Linked DNA regions of Mus musculus: all the other regions are linked to region 1. A link is a contact called in public HiChIP or PLAC-seq and promoter capture Hi-C data. All regions are on one chromosome and are shown on one strand. The core of a region is the stretch at or near the end of the contact, and the rest is flanking DNA. Distances in the headings are between cores, read along the strand shown. Region 1 holds the start of 4930505A04Rik (RIKEN cDNA 4930505A04 gene). Region 2 holds the start of Erlec1 (endoplasmic reticulum lectin 1). Region 3 holds the start of Eml6 (echinoderm microtubule associated protein like 6). Region 4 overlaps Sptbn1 (spectrin beta, non-erythrocytic 1). Region 5 holds the start of Psme4 (proteasome (prosome, macropain) activator subunit 4).

Region 1 (3,547 bases), core at 719-3,218:
CAAACAACATAACCTCATTCTTTCATTTTTTTAAAGAATTTTTTTAAAAAGAATTATTTATTTATTTTAGGTATATGAGTACACTGCAGCTGTCCTCAGACACACCAGAACAGGGCATCAGATCCCTTCACAGATGGTCGTGAGCCACCATGTGGTTGCTGGGAATTGAACTTAGGACTTCTGGAAGAGCAACCAGTGCCCTTAACCTCTGAGCCATCTCTTCAGCCCCAACCTCATTCTTCATGACTGAAAAGTTTCATTGGCATGTGGCATGAAGGTCATAAAATAAAGCAGTAAGCCACTGCTCTTAGAACAGTGAATCTATATCTATACTTGACAGTAACTCTGGATCTCTCAGTTGTGGTCTTATTGCTACACAATACACCATAACCATAAAGCAAGTTGGTGGGGAAAGAGTTTATTTGGTTTACACGTCCACATCACTGTTTATCACCAAAGGAAGTCAGGATAAGAACTCAAGCAGGGCAGGAACCTGGAAGTAGGAGCTGATGCAGAGGCCATAAAGGGTGCTGCTTACTGGCTTGTTTCACAAGGCTTATTTAGTCTTCTTTCCTACAGAACCCAGGACCACCAGCCCAGGAATGGCACCACCCATAATGGGCTGTTCCCTCCTCCATTGATCACTAATTGAGAAAATGCCTTATAGCTGGATCTCATGGAAGCATTTCAACTGAGGCTCCTCCCTGTCTAATGACTCTAGCTTACGTAAAGTTAACCACCAAGCCAGCCAGTTCACTAGGCATTTTCAGATTTTGTGAATGAAGAATTTTAGGCTCTGAGATACTAAATGTCTCCCTTATGTACAAGCTAGCAAGAGGTGAATCCACAAGGCAAACACCAGTTGCTCCCAGGGCCTATGTGCATAATCAGTTTGATGGTTAGGATTCAACTACGTTTCTCCCTGTGGATAGTGGGTCCAATGAATGCTTGGCTCAGCAAACATGCATGCCATCCCCTCCCTTCCTAGCTTTCTGGTTCTCCAAGCCATTTCCCTCATATTTGGTGACCCATAACTCCCTATTCAGAGACACATACAGTCCACACTCAAGTATGTAGGTTGCTGGATGTCAAATGTATCCACAATCTCTTCTCCCTAACAGGACTTTAGGACCTGAGTAAAAGGCCAGCCTCCACTACCCCACATCTGTCCCACGCGAATATAAATTTACAAAATGACTTTGGCTTCCCATGCTTATGCACATTCCTCATACACAGCAGAGTTCAGTTCAATAGAAACATCTCTAACCCCATTTCCTTTCCTATACAGAAAAACGGTTTAGTTATCACACGTGCCAAGGGCATTTGGCTCTGGTAGTGGAAACTGGAAAATGGAGTAAAAATTTCCAGGCTCAAGGTGCTAGATGATCGTCCAGGTCTTTTCCCTGGAGCTTGGGCTTTTGGAAAAGTGCAGCCATGCAAGCTGGGAGTCTGCCTAAACCTGCAGTCTCCTGAACCCTCGCTCAGACAGGGCAGATGCACAAACTACAGGTAGCCTCATTTGCAGAGCAGCGTTCCTTTGTTCTATTTTAAAGCTTCAGATTCTGTCAAAAAGTGATAGCCAAGCTTCCCCATGAGAATCGGGACTTGCACAGCTCTGAAGTGCTCATGGAAAACAGGTTTCCACGGGCAGCGGGGGAGACCTGGAAGCCTTCCTTGCTCACTCCTCAAACCCAACAGGGCTGGCTCCCCACTAGGTTTTGGGCTGATTCCCCACTAGGTTTAGGGCTCTACAACTTCAAACTCACTGTCCAACCTAAGGCTGTAGTTAAAAACCAAGGGACTCTTTCCCTCCCGGATTGAAGCAAGCCACACCCAGCTGCGAAAGCCCAACAGAGCACACTTACTGCGCTTGCGCACAGTCCCCAGTCGCTTGTGTTTTTCTTCCTGAGCTCTCAGTCGCCTAGCAACGCTGGAGTCACAGTGGCAGCGCTCTGGAGCCCCTTTCTAGCAAGAATAGGTCAGTGTTCTCTCTTGACACTCCTAGCTGCCACGTGGCAGGCTGGAGGGGGCCATGGAGGGAGAGGAGAAGCAGCAGTAAGTGCCAGGGTTCAGCTTTCTATTTTCCCTTCTGAAAACCTTTTCTATTTCTTGCAAAAGATTAAGGGAGTGGCTCAGCACATAAGATCCAGGCCACATACATCCAATAGGTTTCCTCCCCTGCTTTCCAAGGTTTGAGTGATTACAGTATCTTTTTTTTTTTTTTTCCTAGTGCAGCGTTTACTGAGCTTTCTTGAAGCCATCATGAAATAATCACTCTTCATACCTCACATTTAACTCGTCAGCAAATTCTGTCGGCTCCAATGTTGAAATTATCCATACTCCACTGTTCATTGCTTCCTCTCTTGTCCTCACTCAGTCTCGAGTACCAGCTTCTCATGGATACAGCCATCGCTTTGCTTCCCTAGTCTCTGCAGCCTTTTCAACATGGCCTCTTTTTAAAAGGGGAAAAAATATGTTTTCCACAGGGTACATACAGTAAAGCCAAGGCTGCGCCTGCCGCACCACACCTGCTACGGCCCTCTAGATCACCCTGGCACCTGCATACAGCTAACTGGTTGAAACAAGTTCCTAAGAACAAGCCTCAAAGATTACTATTTGATACCTTTAGATGTGTTTGACTGATAATTTGGGAGACCATGCTTTATGTCTAAAGATGGACACATTTCTGATAAGAGTTTTGGCAGTTACAGTTGGTTCTGCTAGAATGTTCCTTCCTCAAATATCCTTAATTTGTACCCATCCCTCCCTTGCTTTTTTCAATTACCACCTTCACAAATACCCTGTCCCAAACGTAGCCTCTCCTCCCACATACCTACATGCCTCTTCCTCGCTGGAAATTGTCGTTATCATGTGGCACCATCTAATAGACTGTGTATGCCCCATTTCATTTCTTCTCTGCCTTCCCTAGAATGTAATCCCCGTGAAGACAGGAGTTTTCATCTGTTTCCCTGCTGTATCCTCAGAGCTTCATGTAGCACCTGGCATGTAGAGACCCGCTGAATGCATTAGCAGTGCTCTTTTTCTCACATCAGTTACAATAGCTATTGTTCTTTCATATAAATCAAGGAATGGAACCTTAGATATTAAGTGGCAGAGGTTCCAAGCCAAGCCTGACTGCTTTCTGTTTTGTTGCTACTGTTTGCATTGCTGATATAGAACCTAGGGTCTCAGGCACATTAGTGTTTTGTCTGTATAAGGTGTTTCATTGTACAAAGATGTTTCTACAGAATCAGGCATTTCGCATTTATTTATCTGTAGCCATCCACACCTTGAAATACAGAACCAAGTAAATGCATAAATGTGTAAACCAACACCTACAGTCCTTTCCTTCAAGGATCTGATACAGATGTGTTGGTGTTCAACCATGAGAAACAGATGGAGAAAGCAGAGACCAAGGAGTTCAGACCAGAAAGTTACAGCTTTTAAGTAAATACACAGATCTGAGAATATAATAGAAACATCTTAGAAGTTGCTTACACTTTTCTAGTAATCAGTTCTTCTAAATCCTTTGCAAAGCAGCAATTTT
Region 2 (3,547 bases), core at 401-2,900, 480 kb before region 1:
AGAAAACTTACAAAGCTGAAAAACGGACTGCTCTTCCTGCTTTTTGATTTGGTTCAAATTTGAGTGTGGGGATATGACAGCCAGCCTTAATCTAGTGGCACTATGTTTTTACCCACTGAAAAATGAACTGCTCTATCTCAGTCATTAGAGTAGAAGTCCTCTGTGATGACTGACGAAACTTAACGTGGAGCCAGGCTTCCCTTAACTGGCCAATGAGTCTTTTGCTCTGGAATGCCTGGGAGATCCTAATGGATAGATAAGAATCAGACAATGGGGCTATAAAGCATTAAAGGCTGCTTGCCTTTTGTAAAACTTACTATCGCTTTGGGGAAGGGATAAAATGGTTTTTTTTTTTTTATTACTGTATAATGAGAAAGTAAGAAACAACTGAGAGAAGTGAGACAATTTTCCTGATCAGATGTAGACTCCATGGATATCAGTAATCCATGTAATTCAGATGTCCTCCTTAAAGCCCCACCTTAATTCACCTTTTGCATGGTGGGCTGTATTTGCTCTATGGCTCCCTTCCTTCTGCCAACAGTAAGAATAAGTTCATTTAGTCTAAATTTGAATTGAGTCTAAGTCTCTTCTCCCAGTGGATTTTAACACCACAACATGGGCAGTCCTTACCAAATGTTCTATGGCAAACACTGTAAAATTATTACACAGGAGATGAAAAAAAATGTGGACATTATTTTCTTTTTTCAAGAAGGGGACAAAAACCAAAACTTTCTGTCTATATTCAGTCTGCTGTAACTTGATTCATAACTTCACATTCACCTGGCTCTGGCCTTGACATAAACTTTCTGGACTTAAGTAAAATAACAACAGTCCAACACTTGAGTCAAGGGAGGGAAAACTTCTCCTGAAGTAAAAATGCAGGACTGTACGCGCCTAGCCACCCAACAAATCTATGCCAAAGTCGAAGGACGTGGCAGGTGTCACTGGGGGTGTCCCCAAACACACAGCATCTGAGACAGACGTGACAACAGTCGCCATCAAAAGAAACTAAGAGAAGCTTCTGGAGAGAAGATGGAGAGTGCAAATAGCAAAAGACTGGAGGGTAGGCAGCTCAGTCGGAACTGTAAGTTCTACTTCGACTCTGCACAGCTCGGTTCTCTACTTGCTTTCTGAGAGCGGGCCGCCGCCCACTCACCCCCAAATCCCGAGAGTCCCTAGCGGCTGGACTGAGCGCGCGGGCCAGGACTCACCTGGCCGGGCCGCTTCGTCCAAGCGCCGTCTCCAGACCCGTTCAACCGGCGTCAGTCCCGGGCCTCTGCGTTTGAGTCCAACCGCTAGGATGCTACAGCAGCAACGCAATGCAACGCGACCCAAGCGCGGGCTTCCGTAGGCCACCGACTCAACAACCCCGGATGTTGATGTGCTGCCTGCCCCGGAAGCGGTGGCCCCAAGCCCTTGTAAGGCGGAGGCGGCTTTGCCCAGCCGTCTGCAAGGAGACGTGGCGGCGGCGGTTGGGTCCCCTGCACTAAGGACGCTTTGTAGTACCTCCTCTTCTTCCTCCTCCTCCTCCTCCTCCTCCTCCTCCTCCTCCTCCTCCTCCTCCTCCTCCTCCTCCTCCTCCTCCTCCTCCTCCTCCTCCCCCTCCTCCTCCCCCTCCTCCTCCCCCCCTTCCTCCCCCTCCTCCTCCCCTCCTCCTGTTCTCCTCTGGTAGAGGAGGTTGTGACGGTGGCTGGAGGACGCGGCAATGGAGGAAGGAGACGGCGGCTTGCGGAGCCTGGTCCCCGGAGGGCCACTGTTGCTGGTTCTGTACGGTCTCCTGGAGGCGTCCGGCGGCGGCCGAGCGCTGCCCCAGCTCAGCGACGACATCCCCTTCCGAGTCAACTGGCCTGGTACCGAGTTCTCTCTGGTCAGTGCCCTCACGAGCCGCAGCCTTCTCCCCTCTTTCTGGCACGAAGCATTCGGGCCAGCCCTCGATTCCTTAGCTTTTTCTTCCAGAACCTTTTTTTCCCAAGCATTTATCGACCCCAAGCCTAAGTGTGTTCGTTCATTCATTAATTCGTTTAGCACACTAAGTGGATATGCCCTCCATACTAACTAGGAGATCAGCGGTCACTTCATCTCCCTCCTTTAAATCTCATTACGTTAGATCTGGCTTCTCTACAGCCCCACTCTGTGGAGGAAGTTTTAGAATTAACTAGCACATCACCCTACCCGCACAACCGTCCAACAGACAGGAGTCCCATCTCTATTCATTCTTTCTCTCCAACACACACTTAAAAACGACGTATACAGCTTCTGAGAATCTTTTCCCTTAAGGCATTTGAGAGGGCTATTTGGTTTGGAAGATATTAGTGAGCTTATATGCGGAATACTACTGGCCATGCAGAATAGACTAGAGGCTTGAATGTATTACCACTATTATTTAGGACTCTAGAACATGAGATTAAAAAGGATTTTATGATCGTTAATTAATGTGTATTGTGTAAAAAGGCAAGAATGAAAGAGCCAGTGGCTGTGAGGCTCCCAATGTGAGAACTGGGAACTGTACTCACCCCTCCGAGAAGAGTAATAATGTGTTTTTAATTTCTGTGGCATCTCTCCAGTCCTAGAATACGAGATTTTGGTGTATAATCTAACAAGAATGGAAATTCAGTTTTGAATGATTGTAGTGCTGAAATGTCTATCCATGTGTAACTACTACAGACAAATTTACCACACACCTAGATCTGGATTCCATTGCCAGCACCGCCAAAAAAGTAAACAAGTGCAAACTAGAACTTAAACAGATCCGCCTGCCACGGCCTCCTGAGGGCGGGGCTTAAAGGTGTGTGCCACAATGTATAGCCTCAATGTATGTATTAATTAGCATTTAAACTTCAATCTATTGCCTTACTAGTTTTCTTTTACAGCCCAAACTTTATCTTTTCTGTTAGATAGGACAACAGTATACAGTTTTTAATTTCCTCCTTATCATTTAAAGATGTTTACACTATTTTGCCTACATCTGAAAATGTGCTTTAACAATCTTCAGTAGAACTGGTCAATTTACTTGAGGAACCTTTGTTCTAAAGAGCACTGAATGTATTCAGGGTAAAGCACCTTAACTGACAAAAAATAATGTATGCTTTTGATTCTGTTTCTAGCCTACAACTGGAGTTTTGTATAAAGAAGATAATTACATCATCATGACAACTGCTCATAAAGAAAAATACAAATGTATACTTCCACTTGTGACAAGTGGGGATGAGGTATGTTTTTTATACATATATTGCTGATCTCTCTAACTAAAGATGCATTTTACAGCCTTATGATCATATATTAAAATAAGTAACAAGCGTCTCAACAGCCTTGTAGCAAAAAATATTAAATTGGGAATTTATTTTAGAAAAATTAGCAACCAGGCAAGTGTGATGTTCACACCTCTAATCTCAACACTAAGAGGTTCAGGCAGAAGAATTACCATGAATTTAAGGCCAGGCTGGACAGACACATTGTGAGACCTTGTCTAAAATTACAAATGGGAGAGAGGAATTAGTTACTAATGTTTTGAATAAAAAGCTAACTCTTTGCTTGTTTTCCTTTATAG
Region 3 (3,547 bases), core at 330-2,829, 450 kb after region 1:
GTCTGTATTTTTGTACACCCTTTTATTTAATAAAAAAAGGCAGAGTGCTCTTTTATCTTTTTCAATTTATCTCAATTGTGCCTATATTTCATATTTCTTCCATGAAGCTTTTCCTTATTATTTCTGGAAGATGTTTTTGTCTTCTTATATATAATTTATTTCTCTACGAAATTCACCATCTCGATTTTTGCTCTCAACTTTGTTTCTGCTATGGTTTGACCATATTCCACAAAGTCCATATATTTAAAATTCAATTTTCTGATTTACATGTTAATGGTATTTGGAGATAAGGCTTCTGTGAGTTAGTCAGCATTAGATAAATCAATAAGTCAATGAGGTTGGGTCGACCATGACACTAATGGCTTTAAAAAGACACAGGAGTTAGCATTCTCGTTCTATCATGCTATGTGATGCCCTCTACCAGCATAGGATGTAGTTAAGCCCATCATCAGATGATGAGCGCAATGTTCTTGGTTTTCCTTGCCTCTAGAATCATCAACCAAACAACCAACCAACCAAACAAACAAACAAACAAAATTCTGCATAAATGATTAAAGGAATAGAAAGCAGACCAAGACATTTCAAGCCCCTCTAAGCCATGTTTTAATGTTTAGTAGTGTCCTTACTGTCTTAAAGAGAGAGCGAGAGAGAGACCTCCTCGAATTTGTTGACTCTGTTTTCTCAGAAAATATGAAGTGTATTCAATTTCTCTTCAACATTGTAGGCAACAGCTCACTACACTTAGGTGCTTATCTATAGCATTGCCTTTCCTACCAGGACAGCATCCTATTAAAACTCCACGTAGATAAAGAAACATCTTGAACACAGAAGAGTCAAAAGTATCAACCTTTCGTAGCTTCTTAGTCAAGTGGATTATAAAATCTGTTCTCAAAAGTTGGCTGCGGCCATAATCTGAAAATCAGAACGAATAAATTAGTTTATTCCAGGTAGTTTTAGAATAGCCACTGGCTTCTGTTTTTTACGGCCAAATTTATTGCATGGGCACAAGGCAGGTCACAGGAAGGCGCTTATTTCCCTACACATGACAGAGTGACCACACGCCACTGTATTTTTCTTAAACTTTGTAACACTGCACTTGGATAAATCAGAATCCTTTGGAATAATAGGGGAAACTGAAGTAGGAAACAGCGTTAGTCAAGTGCTGCAACAAGGAAAGAGATGGGCTACAGCAATCCTCTGGGACTGGCGCAAGTGAAAGTCCTGAGGAAAGCCCCTGAATTTTTTTCCACGTCATCTTTTCTGCTTTCAGCACAGACGCGCATGCCGCTGGCCTGGGTCACCATGGAACACCAACGCCATTCTGGGTGAGTTGCTGGGTCCGATAGGAGAAACGCAGACTTCCCTGGCACCGGTACTAAGGCCCTGCGGATGCATGGAATCCTGGGACTTGTAGTACACTAGAGGCGCTCGCCTCAGCAGCTGGTTTACAGAGGACTACGATTTCCAAGATGCATAGGGAACAGGCGGGCAAAGGGAGGTGAGGTTTCGGCCCTAGGAGGCGTCTGCGTTTCCGAACCGGCGCAATTTCGCCGCGTAACTCTTCCCTGCGCTGGCCCCGCCCCTGGAGCCAGGGAAGGAGGAAGAGCTGGTCCCCAGATCCCCGGTGACGAAACCTAACCCGGGAGCGCGGGGAGGGAGGGAGGGCAGGCAGAGGATTTCGCTGGCTGGTGCGAGATCCTGGACGCAAGGCCGGCAGCAGAGGTTAGAGGCGGAGAAAGCAGGGATGCTACGTGCGAGGCTGGTCCGGGTGGGAGTGCAGGAACTCGCTAGGACCGTAGAGCCTGAGCCAGGTGTACCTGGGGCTACCAACCCTCAGATCTGCAAAAGTGGGCGCCAGGTTGAGCATGGGGTGTCGCTGACACCCGGGCTCCACGGGAGACCCCGCCCCCCCTCCTGCCAACCTAAAGGCAAGATCCTAGAGCCCTTGGGTCTCATAGCTAGCTCAAATCTCCGTGGGGAGAGGAGCATGATTTTTTTTGACACTTTATTATTGTTGCTGTTATTTTATTATTTTTATTATTATTTTTCGATCGGGAGCATTTGTAGGTAGCCGGATTTCCTCCGATTCAGAGAAAAAAAAATTATGACACTTGCAATTGGAGTCTTTAATTAGGGGAGAGCTGTTAAGTATTTATTTGTTTTTATGATTTTCTCTGTGAAGAGAAGGCGCATAGAGGGTTTGGATTTTAAACACATATATGACAGCTAATTGGAACATCTAAAAGAATGACCATTGCATATTCACCCTGGCTTTATAGAGGAAACAGCAAGTGTTACTGCAAATTGGAGCAGCAACTACCGGCCAGAAGTGTTTAGGGAGTATTTCCTATAATTAAGGTGGATATGGAAGGAGAAATGTGGACAATCAAAAAAAAAAAAAACCAAAAATAAACAAACAAAAATCCCACAACTTGGTTTTAGTTTGGTAATTATTTTCTTGTGCTGGGTGACATGCAAAAATTCTTTCTCTTCCTCGTTCTCGCATCCTAGATATAGACTGTCAGTTTCGGATCCAAGGACGGTGATGGCAAAGCAGTAAACCGGAGTAACCGTCTGCCTGTCAGATCAGACCTGTCACAGAATAAATCCCACCGCCTGCTGCGAAGCCCCCCGCGCTCCTCAAACTTGGAGAACTGGTAATCCGTGTCTGGATATGCAGATCTCTGATTTTAAAGGCCGGGTGACCCCGGGGAGAACCTCTCCCGCCGCCCAAAGCCCGCAGGTGCAGTGAGGCGTGTGTGCGGGTACTGGTACCCTCGAGGCCCGCTTGACCCCGGGAGAAGGAGTCGGGGAGCCCAGCGGGGTCTTGCTGCTGTGCACCGGCGTCGGCGGCTCCTCTCCCGCAGCAGCAGATGATGGTGGCGGCCAGCGTGCTGGGCTGTGTCTGTGCGTCGCCGCGGAAATTGGCGCCCGGTGCTGTACCCTGAGCCCTTGCAGGTCCGTCGCAGCTCGAGCCTTGAAGAGGACAGAGTCGGCGCTCGGGGCACCCGGGGGTCGCGCGGTGTCGGCTTATCATGGCGGATCGGACAGCTCCCAGATGCCAGCTCCGGCTGGAGTGGGTGTACGGGTACCGGGGTCACCAGTGCCGCAACAACCTGTACTACACCGCCGGCAAGGAGGTGGTCTACTTTGTAGCTGGGGTAGGGGTGGTGTACAACACCCGAGAGCACAGCCAAAAATTCTTCCTGGGACACAACGACGACATTATCAGGTAAGGACCTCTGGGGTGGTGGGAAGGGATTGGATATGGAAGGGTGGGAATAACCGGGGTCATGTCCAAGAACCTTAGGGAATAAAGGATTTTCCTGGGAGCCGCTTAGAGAAGGGCTGCAGATGCTAGGGCCAGAGCGGGAATAGGGAGCGAGGTGTAGGTGGGAGGGAGAGGTCTGTCCTTTCAAAGGCTTTTAAATCTCTTCTGAGTTAAGTGTTGTGCTGCATTTTTTGTTCTTTCCTGCTACAAGTGGAAGGACTGGGTAACTACCAAACACTCCCCACTCTTCTCTAGCAAGGTAAATAGTAGGAGCAA
Region 4 (3,547 bases), core at 275-2,774, 340 kb after region 1:
TGTGGGTTTGAGCTTCCCAGAGAGCAATCTATAGGTATTTATCAGAATTGCATCAACTCATCCAACAAGTGAGTGCCTGGTACGTGGCTCCCTTAGTTTGATTCTTGTGAAGTGTTTATAGATGTCCTCAAAAGAAGGCCTCGAAGCCCGTCCTCCATAAGCTGTACTCTTGCAGAATTCTCATGGTGGCTCACTTGAGGGGACCTTGAAAGCCAGAGTTTTCCTGGCCCAGGCCATATTCTCCTTCATCCATGTGACATTCTTCAGGCACCTGTAAGGAGAAAGGAAAGAAGGAAGGTGAGACTTGCTTGTCCTGAGCACTGAAGAAAGCTATGGAGAGACAGCATCTGCCCTTTATTAAAAAATGGACATAGCTGGTGCTGTCATATGCTCTACCTGCACACCCTAAGATGATAGAAAAAGATATTTTCTCCTAGTCTAGGGCATTCTCCAGGATTAGACAGTTGGGCATCATCTCTTCTTCTTCCTCTTCTCTCCTAAAAGCTTGTCTCCCTAGTTTTTAAAGGTCTGTGTTTTCTGTATCTGAGTCCTGCCCTGTACTGGTTAAAGTACAGAGGAGGCCTGAGCAGTCCAGTGTTGAGCTGCACTGATGAGAGTCATTGTGGGCTGCTCATGTAGACAGTCATTAGCCTCTGTTGTAACAGTTACCTTTTGCCTGCAGTTTAGACTGAATTTAAGGTCTTCATGAGAGTGATATCAGGGCTTTTCATCTGTCTTTATGCAGTTCAAAGAGCTGCTTACTGCCACAGTGTCTTGCTTTCAGCATCCCAAAGGGTCTCCTGGGAATTCTACTCAAAAATAAGACAAGGTACAGAGGGGAGTTGCCTTCATTCCCAGTTCCAATTTTCTTGCACTTTAGTTGGAGCTTGTATATGTTCTAAGGGTACACCTATAAGATACAATATAACTTTTACTATAGTTGTGTGTGTGTGATGCTTTGAAGAATAAACAAAAGTTCTATCAAAATCTTAAGTGAATGTGAGAACCAAAGATCCTCCAGTTCCTAATATTTAAGAAAAAGAAAAGAAAAGAATTCCTTCTTTTCTAATGTCAGGTCTCCTTTTGTGAGTGTAATATGCCGTGTTCCTCTGCATGAGGTGCAGATGCTGGGTCCCTAAGGCAGAAGTAGCTCTTAGACATGTGCATTTGGACAAACATGCTGCTAGCTTTCTACCTCCATAGCTTATTTATATGTTGCACTGTGCTGCAGCTGTACAGGGCTGTTGGAAGCCGGTGACTCTGGAGACAGCTAGCTGCTGCACTTCAGGGCTTCCTTAGGATAGCTCAGGGTTGTTCTTGTTTTTCAGGAAAGCATTTCTGTTTGTCCTTGGTTATCCTGGAACTCGCTCTGTAGATTGGCCTCAAACTCAGAGATCTCTTCTGCCTCTGCCTCTCTGCTTCTCTCTCTGCCTCTCTGCTTCTCTCTCTGCCTCTCTGCTTCTCTCTCTGCCTCTCTCCCTCTGCCTCTGTACTGAGATTATCTCTGAGTCTACAGAACAAGCTCCAGGATAGCCAGGGCTCCACAGAGAAACCCTGTGGGGGGAAGGAGGTATGTACCACCACACCCAGCAAGGATTTCTCAATTTAAAAATGAAGTAGAAAAAAAAATGAAGTAGAAAGAACATTCTTTACTATTGCTAAACAAAAAATGGGAGGAGAGGGCTCCCTTGTTGACTCCACATCCATCTGTTTTTTTAACAGCTGACATAAACACGAGTCTAGTATCACTTCATTATCCCTAAAGGCCCCTGGATTTAAAACCAAAGAAAAAGGATTTTTGTAGACAGACCTGGGAGTTCCAGAGGCTGTAGAGATGCAAGATAATTAAATATCTAAACCTTCAGGTCTATTTTCTTGCTCAAAGGCACTTCCACAAAGCCTTCTTATGGAATGTAAAGTATGCTGAGAAAATATGGGTGCAGGTGACATCAGAGCCCCAAACCTTCCCTGAGGGTCTGAAAATGGGAGGGAGGCTTCTGCGCAAAGGGAAGGTTGCAGCATTGTCCAGACACAGGGTAGTGCAGCATGAACCTCTATCCAGCTTGATACAAAAATCCCTCTGTTGTAGTCAGGGTCTCAATCACTGTGATAAAATTCCATAACCAAAAGCAACTTGGAGAGGAAATGGTTTATTCTCAGCTTACAGCTTGTTGCCCATCTCCAGAGAAGTGGGGGGGCAAGGAGTCAAAACAGGACCTGGAGCCAAGCCATAGTGGAGTGCTGCTCACTAATTTGCTTCTCATGACTTGTCAGTCTGCTTTCCTATAGCACCCAGGAGCACCCACCCAGGGGTGTCACTGCCTGGACTGAGCTGGGCCCTCCCACATCAATCATCAATCAAGAATTTATACCACAAGCTTGTCCACAAGTAAATCTGATGGGGCATTTTTCTCAATTGATGTTATCTCTTTCCAAATGACTTAGCTAGCCTGTGTCAAGTTAACATAAAAACTAGCCAGCACACTTGACACCCTTTGGACTTGACACACAAACACACCATTTATTAAGCAATAGTCTCTCTTTCTTGTGGTCTTCAAAATGCCATGCTAATATTAATATGACAATATAAAGCAATCAAAAAATCCCACAGTCTTTAAGTCGAGCCTCTCTTATCTATATTCTCTTTGAAATACCCATTTTTATTTAATTTCAAAGTCTCTGTGAAAGTCCACGGACGTTCAACTATGACTTCTTTCATATAAAAAAATTCTTAGATGCTTTCTTAATTAAAGAAGGAAGAACCAGAGGTAGTTCCAGTGACCTCAAAGTCGTAGGAAGCTGAGTGTCAGACTTCTGAGACCCACTCAGGATTTGCTGGGTTTCAACAGGTCTTGCAGCCATCCACTGCACAACAGCTTGTCTCCTATGCTCAAGTCAGTGCCACGCCACACTGTTGCTGACCATGCTGGTGGTTCCCTGGTTATTGACACCTCCAGAATGATTGGGTCTCCACTGAAACTGGGCTGAACCTTCACCAATAGCCTCTCCTGGGCTCTCTTCAGATACTCTCACATGTGGTGCCAGACCTCAGTCCTCTCCGTGACCCCTTCAGTCATGGGGTTTCCTATGCTATTGCACCGTCACCAGTAGCTTCTCGTGGTGCCAGCAGCTGAGGCGGCTGTCCATGACTGCTTCATGCCTTCAAAACCAGTACCGCCTGGGATGACCCTTACAGAACCAAGTCCTCCAACAGCTTAAGTGGCAGCCACAGCCAGCTCTTCTATGTGCTGACCCTAAGAAAACACTTCCCAGATTTTGTTTGTCCCAGCAAAACAGAGGGTTTATTTCCAGAGACTTTTTTAATGAAATATTTTTAAAATATTTTTTTCCATTTTGAGGGTGCACACTATGAATGTAGACAGAACTTGCAGGAGGCGGTTGTTCTCGCCTACCATGTAGGTCCCATGGATTGAATTTAAGTGATCACACTTAGCAACTAATGTTTTACCCACTGAGTCATCCCACTGATTTCTACAGGTTATTAATCTAAAATATCACATAAGTGGACCAAATAGAATCTTTGTTT
Region 5 (3,547 bases), core at 493-2,992, 300 kb before region 1:
TCCACATTTATGGATCCTTAATACCATAAACTTCTTTATAATCCACTCAACAGAGCTGTTAATCGTGACCACTTTATGGTCACTCTAAGAAAGACAAATTAAGTGCTTTAGTTTTGCATCTTTTAAGTAAAAGAGCTCTTTTCACTCGGTTGAAGAGTACAAAAAACTTGTCAGAAGCCCCCCAATAATTAGCACATAAAAATTATCCCGAAGAGAGATACAGCCCACTATTGTATTATAAAACCCTGAGTCATCACCCAGCTCACTCAGCAGATTCTGGGGAACACAAATGACATGCCCTGTGCAATCACTTATCGGTAACCATATGCATAAACATAGTCTTACCAAATTATATGTAGCGTACCAAACAAAACAGCAAAAATCTTATATAATAAGTTCTGCCAAAGTAAAGGCGCGCATAGAGCAAATGACCTCTCCAAACTTTTTGCTCCATCATTACTTTTCCCCCGTTCTAATTCTAATGACGCTATAATTTGCGGCTAGTGCGTACGGAAAACAAAAGAACTAACCAACTCAAAACCACACAGTCTGGCCAACAAAGCCCGGGATCAACCTAACAGCGCTCTTCACTATTTGCCTTAGAATAAGCGAAGTCGTGACCGAGGAAATGTCACAACAGGAACATACACTTTTCCTAGAATTCTAAGACAACATTCTCAACGTCTACTCAATCCGAGAATGCGCTGACTGTCCATTTGAAACGAATCGTTTCAATTAAATCCAGGAAGCCAGAACAGCAACCCAGACCCCCAAGAAACATAGTAACACAGAAAAACACACCACACACACACACACACACACACAACCTCTTACTGTCCCTACTTCCTACGGTAAGAAGTGTAAAGTGGATCGACGAGGAAGGAAAAACAAAACAAAACAACAACAAAAACAAAAAACAAACAACAAACCCAAAAAAACCACAGAAGCAAGGACAGGAGTCGCTTCCCCAAAGACCGAAGCTCTCTATCCCGCAGCTCCAAGCGCAGAACCCCAGGGAGAACCAATGGGAGCCGCTCGTCCCTATGCCCGGGTACGCCTGTGGCTCCCCAGAGCCTGGCACGTCAAGAGAAAGGACCAGAACGCTGATCGTGAGAGGCGACCGACAGGACCCAGAAGTCCCACGGAAAGCAACGAGGAGACTGGGTCTCCCCGGACTCGGCCGCGCCCCTGGAATCCTGCACCAGGTCAGCGCCGTCTGGACAGAACAGAGTTGAGCAGCACCAGCAGCGCAGACAAAGAGCCCGGCCCGCCGACGGCTTCAGCCCACTTACGTGGAGAGTTTCCGCGTCCAGAAGAGGCCCCCGGGCCACAGCTCTTGGAGCTGCACGGCCCGGCCCAGGTTGCTCTTGATCTGTGCCAGCTGCAAGTCGGACTCGGCGTCCAGCCGCTCGGCATAGGGCAGAAGCTTGTTGTACACGATCTCCTTCTGCGGGACGAAGGCCCGCGGGCCCAGTACCGGCCGCCCGCCAGGCTCGGGGGGCTCCCCGCCGCCCGCCCGCTCCGGAGCCTCCATTAGCCCGGGGCCGCCCCCGGCCCGACCCCCGGCCCCGGCCCCCGCCCCGCTGCGGGCTCAGCCTCGTCCGCGTCGCCTCGCCCTCGGCCCGACCGCTGGGCCCCCCTCCCGCCCCGGCTGCCCGGCGCGCTGCTGGACCCCGCGCGGCACCCGGTTCGTTGGCGGTGGCAGCGGCTGCTCGGCCCGGACCCCTCCGGCTCTTCTGGTGACGCTGCAGCCGCAGCGCCGGGAGGTTCCGGACCGGCCTCAAGTCACTTCCGGGGCGGGGCCACGGAGGCGGGGAGGAGGTAACCTGGCTGCTTTCTTGCAGTCAGCCGAGTTTGGTGTCAGCGACTGGGGTTGCCACGCGAGGCTGCCGGCGAGAAACAAGAGACCCTACTCTGCTCCAGCAGGATCCAGAGACACGGAATCCGACTACCTCTCCACGCTCAGTATCCTCTCTTCTGGGCCAGTTTACGGAAGAGCAGCTTGTATCCCAGCCGGGGGCGGGAGTGTGGACAGCGAAGCAGTATGAGCACAAAGAGTTCTAGGCCAACCTCTGCTTCCTACTGGCAACAGGAGACACTATCTTTAAAAAAACGTGTATGGAAGAATCTGTATACACAATAGTACCCTGTGTTCCTCTGTCCTTTTACCCCCCACCTTTCTGATATTTCCCCGTCCACCCTCCAAAAAAGTTACTCAACAAATATACTTTGTGTGTCATCTTCTCATTTAAGGTCCCTATAGAAAGTTTAAGAACGCCTAGTTCTGCCCTTAAGGACGTAGAGGCCTTTCCTGGCAACAAACTAATAAATTACAAGATAATGCATTGGTAAATACTGGATAAGTACCGAGATACCTGGGAATTCTAAATGAAGGCATATCACCTTCATAGAAGTTATTTTTAAATTAATCTGTAAGGTTGATGGCAATGTTATTTCGATAAAGAAAGGAGGAAGAAATAATTATCAGCTGACAGAAAAGACTGAGGCTGCAAGCTTGCTTTCTGATAACTCAAGATTCAGGCTGGTTAAAGATTGCTTGCCAGAAGGGAGTGAATACATGTATTGAGACTAAGAAGTAAATGCTGGAGAATTGAGATTGATCTTAAAAATAACAAGAAATTTCTAAGAGAGGACATTGTAACATGCGCCTGTCATCCCAGCATTTGGAAACTCAAGAGCAGGAGGGTTGTAGCTTAAAGCCAACCTGAGCTAAACAAAAAAACGAAACAAAACAAACTAACTAACTAACTGAAAAAACAGACAAGGATTACCAGCTGGTCTATGAGTTCTACTAGTGGTTGGCCTCTTTCCTAAGCTGAGTTCCATCCCTAGATCTTCAAGAAAATATTTTACAAAAAAAGTCACCATCTCAAAAGAGAATGTCTAAAAAACAATAAGCCTAAGGGCAGCATAATAAAATTTACTTTTGTTTCTTTTAGTTTTTGTTTTTGGTTTTGTTTTTTTGTTTGTGGTTTTTTGTTTTGTTTTAGTTTTTTTGTTTTTGTTTTTGTTTTGAGACTGGATTTTACTCTGTAGCCATGGCTATTATGAAACTGCTATGTGTTAAGACCTGTGTCTAGCCACCCATTTTGTGCTGTTACTAATATTATAAGGAAACTTTCTCATGCCCGAGTTGATGGGGCATTCTGTGTTTTGGTGTTCTTGGAAACCAACCACAATATAAGTCAGTTAGAACTGCTTTGTATAGTTAGCAGCAATAACCTTGGACTGGAACCAACCACCAGACAGCACTTCTTGCACCTGTGTATGACCTTTTATGGTTTTTGCTTTTATAAGCTGCCCCTGGAATAGACCCCAACATAAAAGAGAGGCCTACACCAATAAAAGAAGCTATTTGGAATAAGACTTCCATTTTGAGTAGAGATTGAGTAAAGTTTAACTTCCCAAGACGGCCCAGGGAACTGACATCCTACTTGGCAGAAAGAGACATGTACATGGGTAACTAGCATCCTGGTTGGCAAGTTAAGACGTGAGTGTTGAAGTTAAGCAAGGCAAGTCCTCTATC

What was found. Promoter capture Hi-C pulls out the DNA fragments that hold promoters and counts their contacts. HiChIP or PLAC-seq counts read pairs in DNA pulled down with a chosen protein or histone mark. Capture Hi-C pulls out chosen DNA fragments and counts their contacts.
Region 2: a contact with region 1 is called in a promoter capture Hi-C map of embryonic stem cells. The contact joins the promoter of Erlec1 here to the promoter of 4930505A04Rik in region 1. A contact is called at or near these places in 2 of 39 promoter capture datasets (cranial neural crest and embryonic stem cells).
Region 3: a contact with region 1 is called in a promoter capture Hi-C map of liver, with 2.6 times the contacts expected there. The contact joins the promoter of Eml6 here to the promoter of 4930505A04Rik in region 1. A contact is called at or near these places in 2 of 39 promoter capture datasets (cranial neural crest and frontonasal cranial neural crest), 1 of 484 Hi-C or Micro-C datasets (uterus) and 2 of 9 other capture datasets (adipose tissue and liver).
Region 4: a promoter capture Hi-C map of the 3T3-L1 cell line shows a contact between it and region 1, with 2.9 times the contacts expected there. The contact joins the enhancer-like site here to the promoter of 4930505A04Rik in region 1. A contact is called at or near these places in 4 of 39 promoter capture datasets (the 3T3-L1 cell line, the C10 cell line, hippocampal neurons and 1 more), 1 of 484 Hi-C or Micro-C datasets (cerebral cortex) and 2 of 115 datasets of contacts at active chromatin or transcription factors (astrocytes and fibro-adipogenic progenitors).
Region 5: an H3K4me3 HiChIP or PLAC-seq map of embryonic stem cells shows a contact between it and region 1, with 6 times the contacts expected there. The contact joins the promoter of Psme4 here to the promoter of 4930505A04Rik in region 1. A contact is called at or near these places in 1 of 39 promoter capture datasets (cranial neural crest), 1 of 484 Hi-C or Micro-C datasets (olfactory sensory neurons), 2 of 115 datasets of contacts at active chromatin or transcription factors (embryonic stem cells and stem cell-derived neural progenitor cells) and 2 of 9 other capture datasets (adipose tissue and pancreatic islet).

The regions. Positions count from the first base shown.
Region 1 is chr11:30,470,250-30,473,796 of GRCm38.p6, reverse strand. 4930505A04Rik (RIKEN cDNA 4930505A04 gene) reads left to right here and starts at 1,968. Exons shown (of 5, transcript NM_001100394.1): 1 at 1,968-2,055. The coding sequence starts at 2,033.
Region 2 is chr11:30,952,234-30,955,780 of GRCm38.p6, reverse strand. Erlec1 (endoplasmic reticulum lectin 1) reads left to right here and starts at 1,650. Exons shown (of 14, transcript NM_025745.3): 1 at 1,650-1,867; 2 at 3,105-3,209. The coding sequence starts at 1,706. Asb3 (ankyrin repeat and SOCS box-containing 3) reads right to left here and starts at 1,383. Exons shown (of 10, transcript NM_023906.3): 1 at 1,212-1,383.
Region 3 is chr11:30,024,065-30,027,611 of GRCm38.p6, reverse strand. It overlaps Eml6 (echinoderm microtubule associated protein like 6), which reads left to right and starts at 1,579. Exons shown (of 42, transcript NM_146016.2): 1 at 1,579-1,722; 2 at 2,512-3,232. The coding sequence starts at 3,036.
Region 4 is chr11:30,132,313-30,135,859 of GRCm38.p6, reverse strand. The region is part of intron 16 of Sptbn1 (spectrin beta, non-erythrocytic 1); the gene reads left to right. Among named protein-coding and RNA genes, the nearest start is that of Sptbn1, 86 kb to the left of the region's middle. Within about 2 kb of position 1,524, at least 6 of the 459 cell types and tissues checked have an H3K27ac peak or open chromatin away from gene starts, as enhancers often do.
Region 5 is chr11:30,769,970-30,773,516 of GRCm38.p6, reverse strand. It overlaps Psme4 (proteasome (prosome, macropain) activator subunit 4), which reads right to left and starts at 1,742. Exons shown (of 47, transcript NM_134013.3): 1 at 1,293-1,742. The coding sequence starts at 1,534.